Linked DNA regions of Macaca mulatta: region 1 is linked to region 2. A link is a contact called in public Hi-C data. All regions are on one chromosome and are shown on one strand. The core of a region is the stretch at or near the end of the contact, and the rest is flanking DNA. Distances in the headings are between cores, read along the strand shown.

What was found. Hi-C and Micro-C count contacts between places; a contact is called where the count stands out from the background.
Region 1: a contact with region 2 is called in a Hi-C map of fetal cortical plate, with 2.4 times the contacts expected there. The contact joins the promoter of HDAC7 here to the promoter of RPAP3 in region 2. A contact is called at or near these places in 4 of 14 Hi-C or Micro-C datasets (cortical neurons, fetal cortex germinal zone, fetal cortical plate and 1 more).

Annotation. Positions count from the first base shown.
Region 1 is chr11:54,919,251-54,921,950 of T2T-MMU8v2.0, reverse strand. HDAC7 (histone deacetylase 7) reads left to right here and starts at 1,391. Exons shown (of 25, transcript XM_077953943.1): 1 at 1,391-1,549. The coding sequence starts at 1,399.
Region 2 is chr11:54,803,584-54,806,283 of T2T-MMU8v2.0, reverse strand. It overlaps RPAP3 (RNA polymerase II associated protein 3), which reads left to right and starts at 1,330. Exons shown (of 17, transcript NM_001257451.1): 1 at 1,330-1,351. LOC144332827 (a long non-coding RNA gene) reads right to left here and starts at 1,202. Exons shown (of 3, transcript XR_013400975.1): 1 at 1,161-1,202.

The DNA.
Region 1 (2,700 bases), core at 142-2,641, 120 kb before region 2:
GCCTCCCAAAGTGCTGGGATTACAGGCTTGAGCCACCGCGCCCAGCCTGGAGAAGGTTCTTAAAAGTCATGAACATCTGTCCCAATTGGACAAATAACTCACATCAAGTTTGAATTCTGTGCAAGACACTGCAAGAAATGCACCCATGACTAAGGCAGTAGCTGGACTCATGGATATCCACTCTTGAATGCTCTTGGAAGGAAGGCAGTTGATACAAGTAGACGAGGTGGGTGAAGGTCAATGTATAAAGACCACACAGTTCAGGGAAGAATCCCTCTTGGCTATGGGAATCTGGGAAAGCCTCCTGGAGAAAGTGGTACAGTCACTTTCTTTTTCTTCCAGTCCTTCCTTCCTTCCCTCCCTTCCTCGCTCCCTCCCTCCCTCCCACTAGATAGGGAGTGGGTCTTGAGGATTGGAAAGATTTCAACAGAAGGAGAAAGGGGCTGGGGAGGACATTTATTTTGGAGGGAGCATGATGAGCGAAGGCAAGGGAGTGCGGAAGCGTGAGGACATGATGGGAAGCAGCTAGCAGCCCAGTCTGGTGGAAATAATGATAGTAATAATAGCGACTAACACTACTGAGCCCGAAGTACCAGGAGGCACTGGGCAGGGATGTGTATGGAGTCTGGTGCCATGTTGTAGTAGGGCTTGAATGCCAGGAAAGGCATTTGGGAGGATAAGTTAACAAGCGCAGAAGGGTTGGATCTGCCTGTCGACGGAGAACTGGGACAAGGAAAGGGGATGAAGCAAGAAGTCCCATGCTGAATATGCTGGTAGCAACAGATAGTGAGTCCTGAGCTGTGCCTGAGGGAACAGAATAGAATCTACGGTTTGAAGTTCACGACCAGCATGGCCAAGCCCTCCTAGGCCACTGTGGGCTCCTGCTTCCGATCAGACCTGACTCCACCTCTGGGGCTGCCTCAATTTCTCCTTCTCTGGATTCTTGGGGTTTCTTAGGATTGTGGGAGATAGGATGGGGTCAGGGGAAGCTGCTCCTTGGTTTGCAGTGGTGGCGCCTCATGCTGCAGAGAGCCCAGTGTTCCTGCGTGGTGGACCTCTCCTCTTCCTAGGAGCAGCTCCAGATTGCTGGAGGCAGACATGGTTGACCAGCTACCCCAGGAAGCACAATGGCGAGGTCCTTAACCCCGACCCCTGACCCCTGAATCTGACCTTCTCTCCAACTAAAAGAGGAGGGAGAGGCAGGGAGGGCCACTGCCTAAAGCCGGCCCTGAGCTGAGTTTATTAGCTGAGGGAGGGCTGGAGGCGGCTGCATTCCGACTCACAGACTGGAACATTTCTGTGATCCGCTGTAATGCACTGGGGGACACTGGGCACATTGCTGAAGTTTGACTCATAGGGACTGGGAGGGGGAAAGAGGGGGGTTGTGGAGGGAGAGGAATGGGAGGAAGAGAGGAAGAGGAGAGGAGGGAAGGAAATCCCTTGAGAAATTTCTTTAAAAAAAGAAAACTTTCAAAATCTGCACCACCCCCACACCCTTTTTCTTTTAATAGGAACAGGCTGGACCCTTCCGTTCCCCTCAGCAGGCATGGTGTGTGTGTGGGGGGGTGCCAGTGGGGGAGGGCTGGGCAGTGATTCAAATCAGATCCTGGAACTTTCCTGAGGCAAGTCGTGCTTATGTGTGTGTGTGTGTGTGGTGGGGGGTGTTCGTCTGGGATTCCTTGTATGGGACGTGGGACTCCACGCGTGTCCCACTGTGCCCGCGTGCTTGTGGGCTGTACCGGTATGTAATGTGTGCACGGGGGTCCACCCCGAAGCCCCAGTGTGTGCTGTGTAAATGATTCTGCCCCTTGTAAACATGGATGCGTGCTCGTGTACGCTGTGTATGCGAGGGTGCGTGCGCCCAGGTAGCTGGGTTTCCGGGAATTGTGCACTGCACGGAGCGCCTCGCGGCGGCTCGGGCTCGGGGCCGCGGTCGGCGTTCCGGGTTCAGCGCTGCCTCTCTGGCCGTGCGCCGCACCCCGCCGCGATCCGGCCGCGCGTGGTGTCTGCGGCCCGCCTGTGCGCCGCCCGGTGCAGCGTCTGCCGGCGTGGTGTGTCCCAGGGCCGCGAGCGCCTGCCCCCTCCCTCCCCTCCCCCTTGGCCCGCTCTCAGACTCAGATAAAGCATTTCCTTCCATTGTCATCCTACCCGGCCGGCCGGGCTGCCAGGGCCCTCCCCCTCTCGGCCCCCTCCCTTCCTCTCGCCGTCTCACAGTCGCTCTGCAGCCTCCGGCGACTGGGGGGATGTGAGGCCGGTGCCCCAGCCCCCCGCCCCGCCATGAGCCCCCCGCTCTGAGGGCCCCGGCCCCTGGATGCACAGCCCCGGCGCTGGTGAGTACTGGGCGGCCGCCCCCCGCCCCGCCCTGCGCGCGGCACCCAGCGCCGCCCGCCCAGGCTCGGCCTCCGGCCCCGGCTCCGGCTCCGGCTCGGGCTCCGGCCGGCCCCGCGGGCCCAGCCCGGCGTGCACCCCCCGACCGCGCCCGTCCCGCCCGGCTCCGCGGGGCTCTGGCAGGCTCCGGGTCGCGGCTGGTTCCGGGGGCCAGAGGGCTCGGGCCTCCCGCGGGGCGCCCACATCCGCCCGCCCCGGGGCAGCAACAGGCCCGAGGGAGGGAGTTGGAGGCCCCGGCCGCCGGTGCGCGGGCCCCACGTCCCATCACCCCTGTTCCCGGGGAGGACGAACCGAGGAACCGGGGAGGGAGGG
Region 2 (2,700 bases), core at 81-2,580:
GCTAGCTCCCTTATCTCTCATCTCAATCAACTCTGCCAGAATTAATAAACCAAATGTGGTTGCTTTTGTTAAAAACACCAATCAATCAATATTTGTTTTTAAATACTTAACAAAAAAATTCTTAAAAAGTCCTCTATCTCCCTAATACAACCAAAGAATAATTCATTAGTAAATATTTTGATGTACACTTAATGATTTGACTACCATGATTTTAAAATACAAAGATACCAATAATTAAACAATGGGAAGGATGTGCTAATGATATGACCTTGTAAGAAAGGACCCCAGCCTAGTTCTTCATTGATTAGCACCTGGGTTAGTGGCTTCCAGCTTCAAATGCACAGCTGTATCCTATGCTTTAAAAAATTCTGATTGGCTTCACTCAAGACTAGTTACATCAGAATCTCTGGGATAGGACCAGGAATCAGTATATATATATACACACACACACACACTCACATGTATATATATATACACTCCCTAAGTGATTCCAAAGTTCAGTCAAGACTGAGAACCACCGATCTGGATTTTGAGAATAATATTTGAGGTTACAGTCCTGTTTTAAATGAAAAGTTTCATTAGTTTGTGTTTGCTTTTGTGGACTTCTGCAGTTATTTTTGTTTTGCTTTCGTTTAAGAGTTGTCATTGCAAGGATGACTCCCTCACACGGGAAGCAGAAGCAAAAAGTGTTAAAAGTTTCGTTCTTTTTTCTCTGATAAGTCAGGGCATATCTAAAGACAGAGTGTAACACTGGCACATGTCAAAGACAGACTCAGAGATAGATTCACTCAGAAAAGGAGTTTACTTGCAAAAGATGCAAGGGAGTTAGACGGAAGGACTAGTTTGCCAAATACCAGTACTTCAAGAAAAACAAAAATACCCTAAAATTAGCAGGATTACCAGTTGACAGTAGTCTGTTCATGGTGGAAAAACAGTAACTTTCTCACATGGTTATACTCACAAAGGTCAGACAAATCGTTAGACATTAGCAAGGTAAATATTAGAGTTTAAACTGTTTGAAGGGAGTCCAACGAAATAGTCAAGGTTTTATTGTTTTGGAGATCAGAAAATCAGGATGATCCTGCAGTTTTTGGGTTATCCCCTATTAAGTTTAGTCATATTGGAAGGAGGCAGAAGGCTCAGATATTGCTTTTACATACCCTCAAGCCACCAAGCTGGTTCCATCCTGAGAAGGAAGTCACGAAGCTTACTTCCTGCGCGCGCTCAAGCCCAGGCTAAAGGGGGCGGGGCGAGGCCGCGGGGACTTGTGGGAAAGCGCAGGAGGCGGGGCTCTGCGTGAGTCACTGCGGGGCTGACGGGGCTGCAGTGCGGCGGGTTACGGCCTGGTTAGGTGAGCGGGCGTTGCGGTCCTCGCTGCCCGGAGCAGCGTAGGAAATCCTTGGGGTGGCCGGTGGGAGGAGAGGTAGCGGTTATGGGTAGCGGTGAGGCGGAGCGGGCTAGGGCTAGCGGTGGAGGCGCACGTTGAGGCGGCGCGTCGGTGTCCAGGGTAGCGGCGTCCCGGGGTGCGCGTTCCCGGAGGGGCTCGCCCTGGCAACACGGGCCTACGCACTCTGCTTTGCGGACGGACCCTCCACCCTGCTGCCCGGGGTATTGGGCGATTTGCAGTGCTCGGGAAGGCAGAGCCGCCCTCCCGCAAAGACGGCGGTGGGACCCGCCCCCTTGCGGCGTGGGTGTGCGGCGTTCGCCCGGACAGCGCGTGTGAAAGTGATACCCCAAGCGCTGGAAGTTTCTGATTGCTGGCTCGCACCCCTGCCCCATCGCAGGGTCCCTGGGAGAGTTTTTGGGTCTGCTCGAGCAGCAGCGGTGATGGGTGAAATGGAAAAGCATCTAGCACCCGTCAGTATCTGACTGACTTGTTGCGCTTTTATTCATTTATTTGAGTCCCCGACAAAGCGTTGTACCAGTTTTGGTTTTGAATGAGATGTACATGTATGATCCAACATGGACACTGCCTGAAAGAAGCTTAAACCTAATTTAGTTGTTGAGGCTACGGGTCAGAAGACCTATCTGCATCTGCAGCTGTCCCTTCTTAGTGAGGTATTTTTCACTGTCCTAAACAAATATTTTTCTAATTCCGTCTACCTCCCTCCCACCTTCTCTCCCCTCTCCCTCAAGCTTTGAATCTTCTTCCACCTTTTTGGAGACTTTGCCCCATCACTCATCCTTTTTCCTGTATCTTTTACTTTGTTCCTCTTCCCCCAGACTGTGCTCAAGAACAAGTCTTACATTATCAAAGGCAAATGTACTCTAATTTCATTTGCTTAACTCATTTCATTCCCCCCTCCTTTTTTTTTTTTTTTTTTGTCCAAGGCTGGAGTGCTCTGAGGCCATCACCGCCCACTGTAGCCTCCATCTTCCGATCCTCCCACCTCAGCCTCCTGAGTAGCTGGAACTATAGGCACCCGCCACCACACCTGGCTGATTTTTATATTTTTGGTAGAGACGGGGATCTCGAAGTGTTGCCCAGGCTGATCTCGAACTCTTGAGCACAAGCTATTCCCCCGCCCCCCAACCTTTGCCTCCCAAAGTGCCGGGATTACAGGCATGAGCCACAGCGGTTGGCCTTCCGCCCTTTAAAAAAAATCTCAATGAAACTCTGAATAGAGGTCAGGCGTGGTGTCTCACGCCTGTAATCCCAGCACTTTGGAAGGCTGAGATGGGCGGATCACTTGAGGTCAT